Regions from separate parts of the Rattus norvegicus genome. Here all the other regions are linked to region 1. A link is a contact called in public Hi-C data. All regions are on one chromosome and are shown on one strand. Each heading gives the region's core, a stretch centred on a gene start, on an enhancer-like site or on the middle of the called end of the contact. The rest is flanking DNA. Distances are from core to core; before and after follow the strand shown.

What was found. A called contact is a pair of places that touch in the nucleus more often than the background predicts.
Region 2: a Hi-C map of mammary epithelial cells shows a contact between it and region 1, with 1.6 times the contacts expected there. The contact joins two enhancer-like sites. A contact is called at or near these places in 2 of 12 Hi-C or Micro-C datasets (Schwann cells and mammary epithelial cells).
Region 3: a contact with region 1 is called in a Hi-C map of the A7r5 cell line, with 2.2 times the contacts expected there. The contact joins the promoter of Slc4a7 here to the enhancer-like site in region 1. A contact is called at or near these places in 3 of 12 Hi-C or Micro-C datasets (the A7r5 cell line, the Rat2 cell line and mammary epithelial cells).

What each region holds. Positions count from the first base shown.
Region 1 is chr15:13,158,754-13,161,657 of GRCr8, forward strand. No RefSeq gene overlaps it. Among named protein-coding and RNA genes, the nearest start is that of Slc4a7, 65 kb to the left of the region's middle. Within about 2 kb of position 1,353, at least 26 of the 93 cell types and tissues checked have an H3K27ac peak or open chromatin away from gene starts, as enhancers often do. A contact at or near this core is called in the A7r5 cell line and Schwann cells, where this site is marked.
Region 2 is chr15:13,234,482-13,237,385 of GRCr8, forward strand. No RefSeq gene overlaps it. Among named protein-coding and RNA genes, the nearest start is that of Or2t35, 59 kb to the right of the region's middle. Within about 2 kb of position 1,425, at least 13 of the 93 cell types and tissues checked have an H3K27ac peak or open chromatin away from gene starts, as enhancers often do. A contact at or near this core is called in Schwann cells, where this site is marked.
Region 3 is chr15:13,093,802-13,096,705 of GRCr8, forward strand. It overlaps Slc4a7 (solute carrier family 4 member 7), which reads right to left and starts at 1,491. Exons shown (of 25, transcript NM_001270861.2): 1 at 1,280-1,491. The coding sequence starts at 1,327.

The DNA.
Region 1 (2,904 bases), core at 103-2,602:
CTTGATCCTCCTACCTCTACTTTCAAAGTACTAAGATTACAGGAATGGGCTACTGCGCCCAGGTGGGTATAATTAATACACCACCACCACCACCACCACCACCACCACCACCACCACCACCACCACCACCACCACCACCACCATGCTTTAGTAAGGACACCTGAAAGCACAAACTCCATTCACAGCACTCTGTCATCTCATTTGTGAGGTGTGAACTCATTTCTTTTTCCCTGAAACTGGCCTCTTTTGTATGGAAAGAACTACCACACTTTGAAATACCATGCTCTCTTGCAAGAGAACACGGGATTCATCACCAAGGTCTATCCTGTAAAGCTCTGTGGCAGCTAGCTGTCCAGGAGGCATGATGTGGATCTGGTGCAACCTGGTAGGTAGCACATTGCTAAAGTCAGCATGGAGGACATTGCCCCTGGGGCTTGATTCTTGAATATACCAAACATCAGACTTAGAAGCAGTATGGGCTGCTGCGATAACATCTGAGAATATCTCATTGGTCACCTTTCTGAGAAGGTTAAGTGAGATACAAGTTGAATTATTCTGGAAAGAGCATATAGATATAGCTAGCCAGAGTCAGGATGGTTAGTCACAAAGTCCCAATTAGGTGTGTTGATTTGGAATAGGCCTTGAGGATCTCTTACATAGATGTGTCTACAAAGTATATAATTTAGGAGTTCTTCTGTAATAGCCCAAGATACTTATCTTTAAAAACAAGACAGCTTGTTTGAAGAGACAGCTCAGCAGTTAAGGATACATCTTGTTCTTGCAGAGGCCCCAGGTTTGATACCCAGCACCCTCATGGTGATTCTCAATTATCTGTAACTCCAGTTCTAGTGGATGTATCGTCCTCTTCTGGTGACAGGAAGCAGTGTCTACACATTCTGTACTAGACGTCTATTCGGGCAAAACACCCACACAGAGAATATAAGTAAACAAATATTCAAGAAACCAAGACATGAATTGTGTTTATTTTTAAATGTCAATGTCCCAGGACGACAGCCCCATGTTTATTTTCGTTTTCCTCTTGGTAATGAGGTGCTGCTTTCTCCCATAAATGAGAGTGCTTTGGAGAAGGGAGCAGGTAACACTGTCTACTTCCTCAGTGGTCAGGCCGAGCCGCCAGAGTTGGTTTTCATGGTCTTGACATTTCTGACAAGCCTCTGTACAGGCATCTGTATACATGCTAGGAGTGGCAGACAGTCTCCTGCAGCGTACAAAGGGCCCAGTTTCAAGGTTCAATCTCCGCATTCCACTGAGATGAAACTCAAAGCTTTTGCAGGTCTCCCTGAAGGCTTCTGGCTCGGCTGGACTCGGGACTGACTGTGAACTCAAGCTGCTCCACCAGCCCCCAGCCACAGCTGCCTATTTTTACATTGGCCACTCTTTCCGCTTGCCTCGGTCACATCCTTAAAAGACTCAGTCATTCTCGACCTTCGTCTTCCTCTTTCCCGTGGTAGTTTTCAAACCTTACACACTAACTTACCAAAGAAAGAGCGAACCTCAAAGTAAAGGCAGATATATGAAGCTAATCTTCATCCATGCCCAAGTCCCACTTCTAAGCGCCACAGATATTTCTTTCTTTTTACTCATTGCCCCCGGATTGAGAGGAGCAAGAGCAGGAAGGGTGGTGACTCAAAGCCAGAGCCCCAAAAAACAAACACCCACGAATGACTCAGAAGCCAGATCGGGGAGATTCCAAAGTTTTCCTTACTATAAAATTCATGTGTAGACAGTGCCACCGGACCTGTGAGCTCTCTCGCACTGGCTCTTACAGAGCTGTGCCACCCCACCCCACCCCACCCCTCACCCCGGGGAGGGAGTTTACTCGGTCAGAGAAGAGTGGATAGGATTCGAATTTCTTGTGCCAAATGTCGAGAAAATCCAACATGTCCTGTATGAGTCAGAATGCTTCACATCTCCTTTAGTGTCTTACTCACCGCTCGCTCACCGCTCGCCCCCTAGTCTTAATTGTGATTTTAATTAGACAAATGCGGCAGAAGTGGAGGTGAAGGCCTTTCATCTAAAGCGAGGGTTTTTCAGGCTGTGTGGTCTTTTGTTGGCTACTTGGATCTTATAGTGATAAAAGGATTGCTTTTATTCTAGCATTTCCCCGCCCCCCCGCCCCGCCACACCCCCCTTCTCGAAAGTTTAAAGGACTGTCCCGAACTTCGAATTCACATTTTTTTATGCCAAAGATAAAAGTTTTGTGGCAAAACGCTTTGAATTCCTGAGATGAAAGAGAACTCATAAAGAAAAGTTAACCTCATTTAATTTCTAAGCAGCTTTTGACGCGCGTGTGTAGACAGATGTAATTCAAGGCAGCTGGGGTAAGGTTAACTTCTGTGCTCTCCCGGTCTGTAGCCAAATGGAGCGACCTCTTCCTTTCACTCCTGTTACTGAGACAGACAGAGCCTGTCTGTCTTGGTCACGGTCAGGCTTGAGCAGTGGGGACACCCACACCCCCTCGAAGCCCACACCCAGCCCCGGTGCTTTGGCCGGGCTGTGCCGTGGGAGTGGGCACAGTCCCCTAGGGAAAGAAAGTAAAGTGTGGGTCAAAAGGCAAATGCATTCGAGGGTCTTAATGGCTTGACCTCCAAAGTCTCCCTGATTCTTGGTGCGATGCTTAGCTTAGGGAGCACAGTGTCAGTCATTCACACTGAGAGGACACTGAAATGTCCCTACGAGATTTGGAAGATGTCTGCGCTCCTACGTGTGGTAAATACTGTCTCTTTCACCCCTGCCTTGAGCCAGGAGGGTGTTTCTTAACTTCACACCTTACTTACCACGTTCTGCACACACAATTATGCAGATACTTTGAAACTCCTGAGATAATGGGTTACTGCCGGAAAGTGGAAAATTCCAGCTGCTATTTAAACCGTGGGGTCCGGG
Region 2 (2,904 bases), core at 175-2,674, 76 kb after region 1:
TTGTGCCTTGCTGTAAATGTCACATTTTAGCACTCGTAACGGATGCTTCTTATTTTGGTGGAGTGGCATTTAGCTCAGAAATTCCTGGGTGGGATTCAGGCCAAGAATCATGTCTCTGTCGATGCAAGAAACACAGCTTTCTTTTCCAGGGGGATAAGAGATAGTTTATTCTGGGGCTGAAGATGAATGACCATGGTCTGGGGACACAAACTCCATGACCCAGCATGGCAGCAATTTCATGAAATGTTCTAGAAAATAGTGACAGAACAAACAAAATAAGAAATCAAAGCACCTTTCAAGTACATTGATAGAAACCTCAGGTGGGACGACCCCAGCAAAGTAGGGAAATCTTTGCTATAAGCCTCAGGTTTTACCTATGACATTTGTAGCTTTTGAGATGTTAAAATCTCTGAGTCTTTTCATATGTCCAAAAGATTTACCCACTAATTACAAACATTACTAATTTCAAACCAAGGTGTGAAATAAATCTATTAAGTGGGCTCAAGCTATCCTGAGACAATTTGGCTCCAGGATTGTGACATTTCCATATCTCTACATCACTGAAGTTTTCATCAGTCAGTCAGTCTTTGCAGCCGCAGCTGCTCCCTGTATACTATCAACAGTTTACATTTCTGTGGGAGGGAAACCATCTTTTCTTCAGTCTAGTCTGAGGTAGACTTGAAGCATAATGGGACCAAAGATGCAGACACACAGAGCCGATGCAACTGTAGAACAGTGTTATGACATTGTGGGGCTATTCACACAATGAAAAACCATTGACACCATCGGGAACCCACATGGCCAATGTGAATGGCCTTGGTTTCACTATGCTCTCATTTCTAGATCGCTGGTCTGGCAGAATTGCTGTTCTCATCATGCATTTGATGCCATGACATACCAGAAAGCCCTTATAAGGACAGATTAAAAAGATAATTCTATCCAGGGAACAATCCCAAAAATCTCCCACCATCACAAGCTGAACTATGGAATACCACAGTGATATGGTTCTCTTGAGTGGCCTGTAAACCTTCTTCCCAATGCCTCATTTTGTCTCCCTTCCAGATTCTTTCTCTGCTGATGACAGGAGTCTAGACCGTCTGAGTAGAAGCCTCAATCTGGTTATCTGAGACCACATCAGCCTTTGCCACCAGCAACAAGCCCCCTCTCACATCTGCAAGTCTGTAGTCCAGACAATCAGAGCTTCCCCCCAACGGCAGTGGTATGTTCTAATTTCTGATACCACCTCGTATTGGGAGCTGTGTTTGTCAAAGTATCAAAGAATCATAGATTTTTAAATGCAGGCTTTATGCAGAGAGGGGAACTTTTCTTCCCTTTCTGAAAGCAGGTTCCTGAGTCCAGGAAGGCTGTGCTCTGACTTCCTCCTCTGTAGCTGCCTGTCCCATCTTAGTGCAAGCTGATGCAACAGTTATCTTGGCAACAGCTTAATGTGGGTTGGGACACTCCACCCAACACGTCATTAATCCCCACTGCTGCCTGAATCAGCAAAAGATACAAAGCCTTCCCTTAAATGGCAGTGTCAGGACAGATGCCACAGCTTGCCAGAGGCTTCAAATGTGGCCCAGAGGCCACGGAGGAGAGAGGTACAAACCTTAAACACACTGTCTTTGTATGCGGTGACTCTAGTAGAGGCCATGGCATCTTGAACTCCGTTATTCCACACCTTGACTTTGTCTCTCAATATCTTAGAATTAGGGAGGTTTACTCTTAGCACAATCCATATAGGTCTGCTTCATATTCTGCCCCTGAAGAATGCACAACTTAAGTTGATCTTTTGCTTATAGTCCATCAATAGACATCTTCTAGACCTGTGATGTCATATGGAATTCATTATAGACCATGCAACTCTCAACCCAAATCTTCCCATGCCTCTTGCCACCTGCTGCTAAAGAGCTTCATGCATGAAGACCATAGACCACATATCACTGTTCGGGAAAGGATTTTTTTTCTTGTTTCTGACCCGGCCTTCTCCTTGGCCTTTCTGCTGATTCTCTGCAGGAATGAGAAGGAACTCATTTGGGGAAAGGACACAAGCTAGCTCTTAAGGTAGAAAGGGACCAGTCTCCAAGGCAAGAATCATTTCTTTTTTAAAAATGTTTTATTAGATATATTTCTTTACTTACATTTCCAATGTTATTCCCTTTCCAGGTTTCCTGTCCATAAGCCCCCATCCTTTACCCTCCCCCCCATATGGGTATTTCCCCCCATACATCCCCCTTACTGCCACCCCCATATTCCTTTGTACTGGGGGTCCAACTTTGGCAGGACCAAGGGCTTTCCCTTCCACTGGTGCCCCAACAAGGCTATTCTCTGCTACATATGTAGTTGGAGCCCTGGGTCAGTCCATGTATAGACTTTTGGTAGAAGTTTAGTCCCTGGAAACTCTGGTTGGTTGGCATTGTCGTTCTTATGGGATTGCAAGCTCCTTCAACTCTTTCAATCCTTCCTCTAATTCTGCCCAAGGGGGTCCTGTTCTCAGTTCGGTGATTTCTGTATTGGACATGCTCTGGATGTGTCTCTCAGGAGAGATCTGTATCTGGTCCCTTTCAGCATGCATTTTTTAGCTTCATCAATCTTATCTAGTTTTGGTGGCTGTACATCAAGAATCATTTCTAGTCTGAGGGACACATGATGGAATCAGCTCTCCTTGTCTTAGTTAGGGAACAAATAGTACTAAGAATGTGGGATGGAAATATTAACCGTACTTAGTCCTCACCATTGTAACCTGCTATAATCTGGGGGGTGAAGGTTTTTTTTTTGTTTTTTTTGTTTTTTGTTTTTTTTGTTTTTTTTTTGTTTTGTCTCAGTGGGACCGAAGAACCTAGATTTGGAAAGACATGCAGATTTAAAGGGTTAGTCCCGTGGATGTTGAATGCATGTAGGCTG
Region 3 (2,904 bases), core at 241-2,740, 65 kb before region 1:
TGTAGACACACACCCATACCCCTCTGAAAGAAGCTTCTATTAGGGAAAAGCTGGTTCTACTCTGGACACTTACAAAATAGATTCTCAATAAGTTACAACACAGAATGGATGGGTGAGTGGATGGATGGATGGATGGATGGATGGATGGATGGACGGACGGACGGACGGATGGATGGCAAGAGCCTTACTATGTACTATTTCAGACTAAGAAGACAGTGTTTGAGAACACATCATTTTGCCCTGGTTTATGAAAACTGATACTGTTTACTGTCCAGCTAAAACTGTGAAAATAAGGTTAAGAATAAGCAACAGTGTGTTTGACAGATACCCTTGGAGAAGGTCGTAAAGGTTCATTCAAAGGCCATAAAAGAATGCTTGGGAGTTTACTACTGCAGAACAACTTCACAGTCTTAAGACTCAAGTTTTCCTTTATATTTAAAGAGCTTAGAACATGGTGAAGTAATGAATGACCACTGCCCACGGCCTCCACAATAACCTTTAAAGTAACATAGGAAGAGGATCTTAAGGAAAATTCTACTTAAAAAAAAAAAAGGCAAAATATCCTTTTCCTTGCTTTGAAAAGACTGGAAAATTCATTCCTGCAACCTTGCTTCCCCTTTCACTGGTCAGAGTAAAAATTGGAAGTAGGAAAATTAATACCACCCCATCGTTTGAGTCACAGCCTTTGAAAGAAGGCAGTTTCCTCTGTGGGCACAAACGCGTTCCTGTTTCTTGAGAACGGGCCACTGGTGTGTGTCGTCCTCCTCCCACATCCCCCGTCTAAATGAGAACCCCATTTCTGCAAGTCCCAAGTCCGCCTTTACTCAAGCTGCTTGCTAGTCTCAATGGGAAAGCGGGGTCGGCTGGCTTGGTGACGCGCAGCGCTGAGTACTAGGGTCTCTCTCGGTCCATTCTCTTTCTATGGGGCCCGGAGGAGGACATTGCACGCACGGTCCTTCTCCTGAGCCTGCGACCTAACACTCCACAGAGCGCCGGCCCCGAGGGCCGGTCCCGACTCCGGCCAGAGGCTGAAGGCGGAGGGCGCAGGAAGAGCAGCCTGGGCTCAAGGACTGCAGCGTCCACGCGGCGGGAGAACACGGTGGCTGGCGCCGCGCGGCTGAGAGCGGGACACTGCGGCGGCGGACACGCGCGTCCGCTCCAAGCCGGCCGCCCCCCGACACACAAAGGCGACGAGGGCGCGCAGTCGCCGGCACAGGCCGCCGGCAGCCCCGCCACGCCGCCGCCTTTGTCTGCCGACCTCGGCCTCCCCGCTCCTTACCCGCGTGAGTAGCGGTCTCATCTGCTCGCCGGCCCCGTCTGCCTCCATGGCCCGCCTGGGAGCTCTGAGAGGCCGCGACCGCGGCAGAGACGGGCACGCGGAGGGCGACCCTGTGCGGAGCGCTGGCCGCGGAGAGCTGGCCGCGGAGTGAGGCGCCGACTGCGGGCGAGGGGCGTTCTCAGGGTGAGAAGCAACGGCGTGCCGCGAGGACTGAGAGAGCCAGAGGACGCGGCGCGGAGGAGGCTGCCGCGCCGGGACGGGGGCGGGACGGGGGCGGGGCTGGCTGGTGGGGGCGGGGCGCGCTCCGGCACGCCCCCCCGGAGCACGCCCCCTGCCTGTTTGGCACCAGGGCCGGCATCGAGCGACCGCCTCCACTGGCTAAGAGGCTCGGAGGTGGGGCGGAGGCAGAAGCAGACAGACATTCGTTTGAGCCAATCAGCAGTTCGGGAGGTTCTGTCCGCCCCCGCCCCCCACGGTCAGTTTCCCGGAGGCCCCGCCCCTCTTTGTAAAGGCTTAATTGACCGAGGCTGAGAGTGGAACTCAGTTTTTCGAATCGGAAGTTCTACAGACTTTCGAAGTGGAATGGGGTCATCACCCCATTCGGCTCCTTACCACGTGTTTTACAAGCAGACAGGACGACGCCCGATTCCTTCTCTGCCTCTGCAAGTTTCTCTCCTAGTGGTAACTATCCGTGGGCCCTGTAAAAGAGGGTATTCACTTAACCACTTGCCTCGTGTACTCCCTGCACTGGCCTGGTCCCACGACTCAATAGGTAGGGCGATTGTCCAATATCCGCCTGAGCGTGTAGGTGATGGCCTCCATCACACATGGTCATTGAGGTACATTTCTGTCCCTCTGTGAAGGTGTGTCATTTGTGGCATGCTTATCACTATTGTTAACAGGATGTTAATAAAGACAATAAAAAGTTGAGCTGAGAAAATCTAAATCTGACTGTGGAAGGAAATACCTATCAGCAGGTCAAGACTCACCTACCCATTATCAACAATAAATAGGAAATAGTGTACTGGATGACTGTTCTGCCTTGAGTCCTAGACCCCTTCCTGCTTTGTTCTAAATTTCCCAGAGAGATACAGGGTAGGCTGGCAAAAAGTCTAAGAGCAGGTGTGCTTCCATTAATAACAGCTACCATTTGAAAAGACCTAGAATTACAGACGGTGACATTTTGCAAACATGTCCCCTCTTTAATCCACACAATACTATAAAGTATGTTTGTATGTGATTTGACTGTGTTCCCCCAAAACCTGTATTGGAAACTTAATTCCCAAAGCAATGGTGTTGAGAAATAGGGTATTTAAGACAGAAGAGCTTCATGAGCTCATGAGCAGATTAGAAACTAAGGATCTGGGACTACAAATGCATCCTTTGCTCCCTCATAAATGCCCATCAGATCTTCTGCTCTCACATTCATGTTGACAGGAAGAAGTTTCACCAAATGTAATCCTCCCACCATCTTCAGAACTGTGAGAAATTTTTTTTCTTTATAAATGACTCATTATGTCATTCTATATAACCACACCAAATAGACTAGGATAGTGTTGTGTTCCCATTTTACAGATAAGGAAGTGGAGACTTAGAGAAATAACTAACTCAGGGTTCTACTAAGT